Regions from separate parts of the Sus scrofa genome. Here region 2 is linked to region 1. The links are chromatin contacts, called in public HiChIP or PLAC-seq maps. All regions are on one chromosome and are shown on one strand. Each heading gives the region's core, a stretch centred on a gene start, on an enhancer-like site or on the middle of the called end of the contact. The rest is flanking DNA. Distances are from core to core; before and after follow the strand shown.

Region 1 (6,609 bases), core at 2,994-5,493:
CGAAATGTCATCTCACACCTGTCAGAATGTCTATTGTCAAAAGACAACAAATAATTGTTGGCCAGGTTGTGGAGCAAAGGAAGACTGTGCACGGTTGGTGGGAATGTCAGTTGGTACAACCATTGTAGAAAACAGTATGGAGGTTCCTCAAAAAAACTAAGACTACCTACCATAAGATCCAGCAATTCCACTTGGTATTTTTCCAAAGGAAAAAAAAAACATAAATTAGAAAATAAATATGCATCCCTATGTTCATTGCAGTATTATTTACAGTAGCCTAGACACGGAAGTAACCTATGTACCCATCATAGGTAAATGGATAAAGAAGCTGTGGTATATAGATATAATGGAATAATAACCATAAAAAAGAATGAAATCTTGCCCTTTGTGACAACATGGATGGACCTGGCAGGCATTAGACTAAGTGAAATTAGTTCTACAGAGAAAGGTAAATAGTGTATGATTTCACTTCTATGTGGAATCTAAAAAACAAACCCGAAAAATGAACAAACATAGCAAAACAGAAACAGAGTCATAGATTCAAAGGATGATTACCAGAGGCACGTGGATAAATGAAATAGGTGAGGGAGATTGAAAAAAAAATTGGAAAATAGCCCAAATGCCCATTAACAATGGAAAGGATGAACCAATTATATTATAGACTTTAAAAAAAAATTATTGGAGTGTAAACTTACAATGTTGTATTTGTTTCAGGTGCACAGCAAAGTGAGTCAGCCATGTATAGGAGGGAAAATGTAAATGACAGCACTAGGAAACAATCAGAACTAATATAGAGCATTGCATATAAAACTACTTGCCTGGTCTGCACGCACACACACAAAAATAGAAGTCATTTAAAAAAACAAGGAATGCTCCAGAACAAAAGAGACTGGAGAGACAGAATGTATGGCTATTATCATAGCTGATGCCATCTTGAGCCCATATGGATCCTCCTGTTCTTTCACTGATCTTACTCTGGACTGTATTGTATGCCAAACCACTTCTCTGTTATCAAGGGCATTGTAGTTAATAGATAGTGTTTAATAATCATTAGGATGAGGTGGCCTCTGTGCTCTGTGAGTCCTCAATGATGAAGACCTTTGCTAATGGATTCCTGGCACCCCCAAGACTAGTTACTCAACTTAGGAATGCACGTCCTGTTGCCAAACGCTTACTCCTAAACCCTGCGTTAACTAGAAAATTATCACAATGGCCCCTCAGCAGTGCCCAGTGCAGCTGCCAATGCTTCGGGATCAATGTCTGTCTAATCCCACCCTGTAAGTTACCCTATATAATGAACGGATCCATGAATTATATGGAGATGCCACCTCATTTTTCAGTCTCCAGCTGCCTTAGTTCAGTGGGCACTCTTTGCTCCCTCTGTCCTCCAACATATAACAACTACAATACCATGCGTAAATCTTGACGGGGGGAGAGAGAAGGCTGTATAAGACATTCTAGGCACAAATAGAAAATTTTAAATGGACTGGATAAAAAATGACCTTAAAACTTTACTCAGTTTTTTCACGTGTAGTAATAGGATTATGGCAAAGTAACTGAATATCCTTCATCAAGTAGATACATGCTGAAATATTTAGGGTTAAAGCATCTAAAAAAAAAACTTAAAGAAAATCTGGAAAATTGCTCATAATATATGTATATGTAGGGAAACATTTAAATAAAGCAAAGCATTAATAATTGTTGTAAAGGCAGTGTGAGTACTTATTGTAATATTCTTTCAACCTTTCTTTTGAAGAGTTTGATAGAAGAAAATTGAAAAAATAATTGAACAGATGGTGTTCCCGTTGTGGCACAGTGGTTAACGAATCCAACTAGGAACCATGAGGTTGCGGGTTTGATCCCTGTCCTTGCTCAGTAGATTAAGGATCTGGAATTGCAGTGAGCTGTGGTGTAGGTGGCAGACGCAGCTCGGATCCTGTGTTGCTGTGGCTCTGGTGTAGGCTGGCAGCTGTAGCTCTGATTGAACCCCTAGCCCAGGAACCTCCATATGCCTCGGGTGCAGCCTTAAAAAAAAGAAAAAGAAAAACAATTGAACAGGTAATTGATCTTTCATATGGAAAAAAGAGAAAAAAGGAAAGAAAAAAATAAAGAGAGAAAAGTAGGGAGGGAAGAAGGAAGGAGAAAGAAAACAGAATGGTAAGAATAGAAAATATATAGGAAAATCCTTGAGTTCATTAGAATATTTTTTAAAAGCTATTAGGATGAATTGGCAATCATCTTTTAAAAAATTTTAATGGGAGTTCCCGTCGTGGCGCAGTGGTTAACGAATCCGACTAGGAACCATGAGGTTGCAGGTTCGGTCCCTGCCCTTGCTCAGTGGGTTAAGGATCCCGCGTTGCCGTGAGCTGTGGTGTAGGTTGCAGACGCGGCTCGGATCCCGCGTTGCTGTGGCTCTGGCGTAGGCCGGTGGCTGCAGCTCCGATTCAACCCCTAGCCTGGGAACCTCCATATGCCGCGGGAGCGGCCCAAGAAATAGCAACAACAACAACAACAACAACAAAAAAGACCAAAAAAAAAAATTTAATGATGTCTATATATTTGCATATATTCTTCACATCTTTTTTATCAAGTTTAAATGTTAATTGGAAGTTTCTCTTGTGGCACAGTGGTTAAGGATCCAGTGTTGCCCCAGCTGTGGCGCAGGTTGCAACTGCAGAATGGGTTAGATCCCTGGCCCAGGAACTTCCACATGCCGCGGGTGAAGCCAAAAAAGCAAAGAAACAAATTTATATGTTAACCTAAATAAGAGCACAAAATAATTTTCCTTAAGATGTATTTTCATATATTTTTGAATAATCCAATGCAGTTCAAAATACAAAAAAAAAAGCATAAAGCATTATGCATCAATAAGTATCTCTTTCACAGTATTTGTTTTTCTAGATGTCCACTTTCAAAGTTGTGTTTACAAACGATCTCATAAATTTCAGTTGTTCTTTCTCCCTGGGCTTGTATTTGCAGTTCCAGCAGCTATGCATGTTTGTTATTTGGTGGACATCGCCCCCTTGTGCATAAAACTGAATCTGCAAGGTAAATCCTGACGAAAAGTGGAATCAACTTGTATATTCTTTCACAAAAAGTACAATTGTAAGTTTCTTGACGCCGTATGTTCTGTCGCCATACCTTCAGTGACTCAGTTATGACAGCCCCAAATATTAGTCCTTTTCTTTAAGTCCTCAGTGAAGATTTCCCCACACTTGCCTTAGTGATCTCATGTGCATTTTGTGCTTTTTTGTCTCCAAAGTATTCTCACATCCATATTTTGTTTAATTAGAACAGGAATTATTGCCCTCCTTTTCTATTGAGATATAATTTACATTCCATTTTCTACCCACTTAAGGTGTTCAATTCAATGGTTTTTAGTATATTCAAAGTTGTGCCATCATCACCGCAGTTTATTTTAGAACAATTTCATCAATTCAAAGAGGAACTTTGTACCTATTAGCAAACACTACCCATTTCCCCAACCCTACCTGAAACCCTTGACAACTGCCAATCTATCTTGTCTCTGTAGATTTCCCTTTCCTGGACATTTAATATAAACGGCATATATATAATACAATGTGTGGTCTCCTGCGACTTTCTTCTTTCACTTGGCTTGGTGTGTACAGGAGTCATCCATGTTGTAGCCTGAATCAGTACTTGATGCCTTTTCATAGCTGAGTGATAGTCCATTTCAGGGATGCCTCACATTTAATTATCCATTCGTTACGTGAATTTTTTCTGCTCTTTGGCTGTTAAAGCTAAAGCTGTTACAAACGTTCAGCGGTCTTCCTTTTGCAGCTATAAAATGGAAATCTTCTCAGCTGAGATGATCATTCAAAGGCGTGCAACAGGAGGAAGGAATTGTCCTCTCAGGACTTCACTTTGCCACTCACAACACCACTCCGGCCATGGGGTCAGCCCCTGCCCCTGAGAGCTCCTCACACCCCTAGTCTCCTCAGCCTTCCTGGAATTCCTGTTGCTGTCATCTCCGGTTCTTCAACCCTAAAAGCATCATCCCATCAGCTACCCCAGTCTCGCACCCCTTTCCCTTTGCAACCTTCCCTCTGATTCTCTGAAAAACTTTATCTTCCCTTGATACTCAGTTTTCCTTGATGGAAGGTAGGCTCCCCTGAGGATACCACTTCCCCAACTCTTTCAAGTAGAACTATTTCCTGTCCTACCCCAGGACCTGGGAGCAGGAAGGGAGTTCCCTTCCTCTCCAACACTGCTTCGAACAAGCCTCCCTCCTCTGCCCAAATCCCTAGCACTTTAGCTTAAGACATCACTGTTCCTGTTGCTAAGACCTAGTGACTCCTGGTTACCCCTTGTCATTCAGTGCTCACTCCCTCTTGCCCTCTCGTCAACCTGTAAATCGCTGCCTTCTCCTCTTCTCTGTCCCTTTCAAGGCTCTGGGTGACTTTCATATCCTCCTGAGCAGTGCATACAGAACACTGGTTTCTCTCAGTTTCTTCACCTCCAGTGACCTTTTCCTCCATCTGCTTCAGCCATCCGCCACCGCTTCCACCCAAGATCTTGTGGAATCAGACCAATTCACCAAAGGAAAAATTGGCAGCATTGACATAAGCCTTGTTACTATGAATAAAGCTTACAGTCTATTAACAGCTTTTGAGGATTTCCTGTGACATCTTAGATGGTTTTGCGCCGCTTTTAAGGAATGTGCAATTCACATCTGTTCTGGCACCCTGTTTTTTGTAGCTGGAGGAACAGGGAGCAGAGAGAAGATGGAGAGAAGTTGGAGAGGGGGCTGGGCAGCTATGGAGAGGTCAGACTGATGGCCAGGAAGGTGGAGGAGACCGGGAATGTACCCAGGAAGAGGATGTCACTGCAACGCTCATCACTGTCCACACATTTCGTGATGTATTTGATTGTGAGGAATCCTCATGAATACATTTTTATAGCTCTTACCCTTTTACCTTTACTCATATAATAAATGTTCCTCTTTTTAAAGACCATTCTCTTCTCTTCCGTCCCTGCCTTTGTTTACTCCTAGGTCTTTTCTCACCTGGATCTCTTCCGGGGATCCCCTGGCTCCCCTTGGCTCTAGTTAGGGCTCCACTCAGCCTCCCAGGTGGCTTTTTTTATTGAGGTATAATTGATGCACAGTATTAGATAAGTGTAAGTGTACAACACAGTGATTCACAATTTTTAAAGATTGTGTTCCGTTATAGTTACAATAAAATATTACCTATATTCTCTGTATTTTATACATAGTAGTTTTTGCCTCTTAATCTGGTATGAGGTGATATCTCCTTGTAGTTTTAAAGTGCATTTCTCTGATCATTAATGATGTTGAGCATCTCTTCCTGTGCCTTTTGGCCATCTGTATGTCTCCTTGGGGGAAATGTCTATTCAGATCCCTTTTTCCATTGGGTTGTTTTTTGCTGTTGAGGTGTAGGAGCTGTCTTTGAAGGCTCTTCCCCGTCTTTCTTCCTCTACTTTGATTCACCCACATGACCCTGGCTTTTCTGGTTCTCCAGGTCTATTAGGACCTCTGTGTATAACACAGAGAATATGAGCAATTATAGAGATTTCAGGCTGTCCTGGGAAGACTGTGGCCATCCGAGCCCTGCCCCAGAGCCTGGGGTTTAGCTGACATGGAGGAAGACACAAGACACGTCTAATATTCATTTTGAGGCAGCCAGAGCATTCCAGATAAAATTTTCATTTAAAAGTGCAAACATGAGAGTTCCCGTCATGGCGCAGCGGAAACGAATCAGACAAGGAACCATGAGGTTTCAGGTTTGATCCCTGGCCTCTCTCAGGGGGTTAAGGATCCAGCATTGCCATGAGCTGTGGTGTAGATTGCAGACTCAGCTTGGATCTGGTGCTGTTGCTGTGGCTGTGGGGTAGGTCGGCAGCAACAGCTGTGATTCGACCCCTATTCTGGGAACCTCCACATGGCACGGGTGCGGCCCTAAAAGACAAAAGACAAAAAAATAAAAAATAAAAATGCAAACATGGAGTTCCCCTCATGGCTCAGCAGTAACCCGACTAGTATCCATGAGGACGCTCATGAATAAAAAAAAAAAAAAAAAGCAAACAGATAATCCCCAAGGGACTAGAGCACACAACAGTCAGTTTATCACTTCAGTATAACACTTTATACCATCGTGGCTACAGCAAATGAGACTTCCTGGTGAGCCCGGGGGGTTTAGTCATTATTTTGTACATGAGAGCCCTTCAAAGTGTAGCTTTGATCTGATAAAATTGCAGGGAGAGAGCAAGAATCAAGATATATATTTGAGAGTCCTCACAATATAGACGTATATAGAGTCCTGGAAATGGATGAGGGCACCCATGGAAACTGCAGTCAGAAGAAAGAGACGGGTCACATAACTGAGTCCAACAGATAGGGGTCAAGCAGAGGATAAGGAGTCAGCCAAGGAAACTGAGGAAGAATAGGTAATAAAGCAGGATGGAAACCAGGAGCATGTGGTCTAATGAATGAGTATTTCAGGAAAAAAAGGGAGTGGTCAAAGTGTGAAATCTTATTAGATGCAGCCATTTGATTTGAGCCCCTGAAAATCATTGACTGACACAGAATCTTTAATACAATGCTGGAGACAGAGTATGATTAGGGTGGTC
Region 2 (5,735 bases), core at 1,929-4,428, 560 kb before region 1:
CTCATTTCTGAGCCTGAACCATGAAAGCGTGTGTATTTATGAGCGTATCCTTAAGAGTCCTTATAATCAAAGATTTCTAACTCAGTATTAAAAGGTAGTAACAATATGGCTATGAAGCCAATTCCCTAGGGCTCTAGAAAGCTAGCTAGGACATGGTAAAAAATTAAGGTAAAGAATACAGAAGAGACAGATTCAGCTTTCAAACGAACATTAACATTTAATTTGAGATTATCTGAAAGAGCGCACTTCTATCTCTTCAAATCCCTATGGCTATGGAAGACAAGGATTTATTCCACACAGATTACAGAAATTATGATATTTGTATATCTAGTATTAGTACTGGCTGGGGACTGTGCACTGTGAAATGAGAAAATGTAATAGACATCCAGTAAGCATTTTGCTCACTAATTATGATTTCATAATTTTGTTAACTTTGTATTCTCGACGTCAGGTAATTACCTGACAACTGACAACCATTCGGTTGCTAAGAGAGATGAGATCAGTTTGCACTTTTTTCTCTGTCTTTAGGAGAATTGCCCTCTTGGGTTTTGCCTCGAAGTAGTAACTGTTACCTTGGTTATCCATGCGGGGATTTATATTACTTGTACTAGAAGAAACTCCCAGGTCTCAGAAAGGAAATGAATTACTTTCAATTTGCACAATTTAGAACAAATATCTGGCTTTTCCTTCAGCTTAATGATTTTCCACTTCACACAACTCAAATATAAGAGCATGATTTTTATAATCAAATTTAACTGACAAGTCTATGCTATGAGTAATCAAGTCGTTCAGTCAATGTGCATCCCCAAAGTGAAGCTGAAACCCAACATGTAAAAGTATTTTCTGCCTGTAACTTTGACCATGTGCAGGAACACGGTCTAAACTTGCTGCAGGAACAGGACTAACTTGGTCTACCTGTTTTTTCTTATACTTTATCAAAGGATCAAAAGCAAAACACAATTATAACTATGTACATCCTAACTGGTCATTAATTTATCACAAATATTGATTTGCCTCATCAAAGAGCCTATTCTTCCAAAATAAGAGCAGTATTTCAATCAGCACCTATGTTTCCTAGTGACAGTGAAGATCTAGACTCTCTTTCCCAGGCACACTTTATAACCTTTCAAGGACAATGTGCTACATCACATTTTAAAGAAATACACCGAAGGAAAAAAAAAAAAGACTTTACTACAAATCCAAGAGGTTCTATTTTTAAAATGCCCAAGTACCTATTACGAAGCCATTGATCATTTACTCTGATTTCATATCAATGTTTTACTGGGATATATCGCAAAAGAACACAAGATAATGCATTTCTTTGTCTACTAAGTGTGACAATGCCCACTTACCCAGGCCTCCTTTTACCCAACTTCTTGCACTAGCCAGCTGCTCTGTTGGTGATTCTCTGCACCTTATATGCTGCTTTAGCACTGTCAGAATACTACCATGGATGGTCCAGAACCCATTAAGAAAATTCCTACTACAAGCAAGGTCTTTGAAATACAGTCCTACACCTATAAACGACCTATCTAGTGCCCACCTTGACAGGAAGAAGACAAATCTACTCTGTCTTCCAGGCTTTCACTTATACAGAGCCACACCTTGACAAACAAGTTCTGTCATACTAGAGGAAAGAGATGGGCAAAAATATAACACCTGGAGTCACAAAATGTAATGACCTCAAATAACACATTTCAGAAAGGGAGGAAACCTAGTTCTGGAGATGGGGGGGGGGGGAGAGGAAAGGGAAAGTGAATCTTCATCATTAAAACAAGAGTAAGAGAAAACCCTCCCCGGTTTTTCCGGTAAGTTTTGTGCAGGAGCAGGAGCAGCAGCAGCAGCAACAACCTCATCAACATGCACATCCTCACCCTTATAAACCTCTAGTCCCCAAATAGAAACTGCTGGTGCCTCTCCATCTTCTAGGGACAGAAACCACCCCCCAACAGGGAGGAGATTTCAGAGGCAAAGGGAGGGGCAAAAACAGGTACCTGGAGCTCCAGCATCCTGGTCTTAGTCCCAGCGACAAGCCTGAAAGTCCCTTCAGGAACGACCCCTAGCTCCGAACATCCCTGGCCTGGGTGCTCCGTGCCAGAGGTGCCCTGAGAGCTCGCGGACCCTGCAGCGCAGTTTTCAGACTTCAAACAACGATGCTCCCCCCACAACACACAGTACCACCAGCAGCACCACCACCGCGCTTTCAAGTCATGGCCCTGGCTTTCTGACCCTTTAGAAGGACCTCTCTGTGGGAGGACAAGTGATGTCTGGTTGCCAAGAAGAGACACGTAGCGGGCTGAGTTGCTGGGAGTGGAACGAGGGTGGTCATGACAGGGACTCTTTAGGAAAAGCCCAAAACGGGGCAACTGAGACCCCAGTATCAAGCACCCTCACTCCCACCCCCACCCCACCCCCACCCTTCGCCCTGAAGGCGACTTCTCCCGGGGCGGGCGGCGTTGGCAGCTTTGTGGCCGGGATAGGGATGAGAGCGAGCCCCCCCTCCCTCTGGCCACCGCAGCCCCTCCAAAGGGACCGCGAGGGTGGGCGCAGCCTTGGAAGGTCAGCGAGGCCAGAGCTCGGAGTTAACCCGGGGCCCTGAGAGTGAGTGTGAAGGGGTGAGGATGAACGTGAACCCGCGCGTGGGCCCGACCGAGCGGCGCCGGGCCAGAGTGTCCGCGGGGGTCAGGGGTACTCCTGCTGCCGAGGAGAGGCAGCGCACCACACCCCTTAGGCGCGAGGGCCGTATGGGGCTATCGGGGCTGCCAGGCTGAGAAACTTAATGCCAAACAAGACTCCCTCACCACCCCCCGCCAGGACGTGACCCCCCCCACCCCGCTCTCAGACCCGCTCCAACGCCTGACACATTCCCCACCGCCTCCCAGACCACCCTGGCCAAACCCCCCACCCGGCCCTGGGAGCCCCGGCGGGTAATTACCTCTCCTGGAGGCGGAGTGGGGGGCGGCAGCAGCAGCAGCAGACACTTTTAGCCTGACTTTCCGGCGTTCGCGGGTGAGCGTGTGCGCGCCTAGCGAGAGCTGTAACCTGCTATTTATAGACCGGAGCCTCAGCACCCGGGCTGGGAACCCGGAGGAAGCGAGCCGGCGGCGCGGCGGCGCAGGGCGCAGGGCGCGAGCGGCTGCTCCCCGAGGCGCCCGCGCCTCCCTCGGGCTCCGGGTTCCCGCCGCGCTCCCCGCTCGCTCCCCGCCCCGCCGCGCGCGCCCCGGAGAAGTTGTCGCCGGCGCGGCCGCCTCTCCCCTGCTCACATGCTCCCCTGGCACAATCGCTACTTTCTCCCCCCGCACCCCCCCCGCCCCTCCAATCCCACCCCTCCCTGCTCCTCTTCCTCTTCTGCTGGTTCCCAGCGGTCTCCTCCCAATGTCACCGGCGCCCGAACAGAGGCAGCGACGGCAGCAAGAGTCGCGCAGCTGGCGCAGCTCGCCTCCCACTACCGATGGAGTGGAGTTGATGTCCCCGCCGCCCAACCTGAAATGACCCCAACAGGCTCACTCTGTGTACCGCCACCCCGCACCCCGACCCTCTGCTGGGCCCCTCTGCCAGCGGGGACGGTCCCTAGCCTGTGCTGCCAGGAGCACCGCTGCGGAGCGGTGGTGAGAGGTGACCCGAGGCCGCCACGCCGCGGCCGGGGCCACGGAAACCACAGGGGTTTTTAAACGGCGAAAGGGGGCGCCCCAGAACCGGGCTCAGTCCGGGAGGGTAGGGAAGCGACGTTCCCCCCGTCCCCGCCCCGTTCCCCGGACTTCTGCCTGCCACCACTCTGGGACCTGTCTCTCTTACTACTCCTCTGCCTGGGCCCGGACTTAGGGCGGAGGAGACCTGGGCAATGGCGAGGCTTCCAGCTCAGCGCAGCCCACCGACCACCCGCCGCAGTCCCCACGTCTCTGCTCGGGGACTGAGGCCGAGCTGTTCCCCACAGGCGTGTGTCACGCCTTTGGCAGCCCCGGCGCGTGGAGACAAATCTACGCTCTGTCTGTTTGGGTGTCAGGAAAACAGGGTACGTAATCGCGCAGTCTGAACCGAGGCTAAAACTCCCTCACTTCCTCGCAAACAAGCCCACGGGCGAAGGCAAGCTGCCTGGCTATTCCGGGTTGCGGGGTGTGGGGCAAATGCCTCTCCCCATCTGCGCCTTACAGGTGCCACCTGGCGGTTCTCGTGGAGAGGTATTGACTGAGCTGCTCAAAGGTAATGGTAAAGCTGGGAATGCCAGCCCCAGTCCAGGCAAGCACCCTCGGTAAGGGCACTTTTAAAAGATAATAAGGCGGAGTGAGAATACCAGTATGCTCAGGTTACATTTGCCACGCAGAGAGACTGGAATCCCAAAGTTAGGATGGTAACATCGATTTGGGTTAAGTCAGGGCTTAATGTTACACCAAGTGGGAAGCTGTAGCTGTCCCCACCTGTCACCCCTGCTGTCACTTCCTACTCTAGGCATCCATTCTCTCCGCAAGCATTTCACTGCCAGCCAGCAGGTTAGAAGCTTTATCAATGAGAGCAGAGACTTTGATGTTTGTTTGTTTGTTTGTTTTTTCCTATTGCTCTTCCTCAGAACTTGGAACAATGCCTAACGTCCTAGCGTCAATAAATGTTTACAAAAGGAATTAAAAAACACTATGGGCCAGAAACTGGGCCTGGCCCATTCTCCCCTGCGGCCCTTCCCTGTTCTTCAAGCTTTTTCTGGTACATTCAGCCACCATCACAGGAGAGCTGGAGGGAGAGAAGGGGGGACAAAAGGGACAGGCAGTCTACACAGGCCCTGTGAGGCTGTGGCTCACACCGGAGGGGCCCATTACACAATTAAATTTCTCCTGCATGAGGTGGTTCTCAACACACCCACTTGGGGGAAAAAAAAAAACACCTGTGTCATACTTGCGGCTTGAAGCAATGGATAAATCCTATTTGTAGAGATCTGCTGGCAGAACGAGACAGCTTTTTCATTGGACAAGAGTTTCAGCCTTTTCTTAAAATACAGAAAGGGTGAAAGAATATCAGAACATCAGGGTGCCAGAGCTTTGCCACTCAGTTCAAAAGACATTTAACATATCTGTCCTCTAACTTTAAAGGGAGCTCTGGGTGTGTGTGTGTGTGTTTGAAGACTGCCAAAGTTCCAGAAGTACTAAAATGTTCCTTCCAAAAGACAGAGTTGTAAAATAGATGCAGCAACTGGCTTTGAGAAAATGAACAGTTAAAGTGAGATACCCAGAAAACCCTCTTGTAATTCAAAGCCAGACATAGATCATGCTGACCAAGACCTTTTCCAGACCATCTACAGGACTGCTGGGGAAAGGCTGACATACCTATGCATATCATCTAGGAAGTTTAAATTCTGGAGCGGGCGCAGGGAGGGAGCAGAGAGAGAAAGAGAGAATGAATCAGATGCATGTACCACATGACATTTTAAAAATCCATCCACAGCCTGATATTTACCTTTTTTTAGTTATTTGGTGGTGTTTTCCTCAAATAAGCCTAGTGGATTCAGATGTTTCTATGGCTTATTAAACTCATTCAGCAGCCACTTTTACAAACCTTGAACTTTAAGCCACTCGTGCCCCCCAAACATAACTCCATCTTCTGATGAAGGACAAAATATTTTTCATTTCCTTTTGATATATCTTTATAGGGCCGGAGGTCAGAGGTGACTCTCAGTAGTTACCTTGCTGTCTAAAGCAAAAAAATCAAGCCAGAATCTGCAGGGCTGGCATCACACCCTCCTTTTTCAG

The links. HiChIP or PLAC-seq counts read pairs in DNA pulled down with a chosen protein or histone mark.
Region 2: a contact with region 1 is called in an H3K27ac HiChIP or PLAC-seq map of skeletal muscle, with 11 times the contacts expected there. The contact joins the promoter of INPP4B here to the enhancer-like site in region 1. A contact is called at or near these places in 9 of 47 Hi-C or Micro-C datasets (embryonic fibroblasts, epiblast stem cells, fetal skeletal muscle and 6 more) and 1 of 2 datasets of contacts at active chromatin or transcription factors (skeletal muscle).

Annotation. Positions count from the first base shown.
Region 1 is chr8:84,245,830-84,252,438 of Sscrofa11.1, reverse strand. No RefSeq gene overlaps it. Among named protein-coding and RNA genes, the nearest start is that of SMARCA5, 24 kb to the right of the region's middle. Within about 2 kb of position 4,243, at least 4 of the 83 cell types and tissues checked have an H3K27ac peak or open chromatin away from gene starts, as enhancers often do. A contact at or near this core is called in skeletal muscle, where this site is marked.
Region 2 is chr8:84,809,525-84,815,259 of Sscrofa11.1, reverse strand. INPP4B (type II inositol 3,4-bisphosphate 4-phosphatase) reads right to left here and starts at 3,178. Exons shown (of 30, transcript XM_021100673.1): 1 at 2,936-3,178.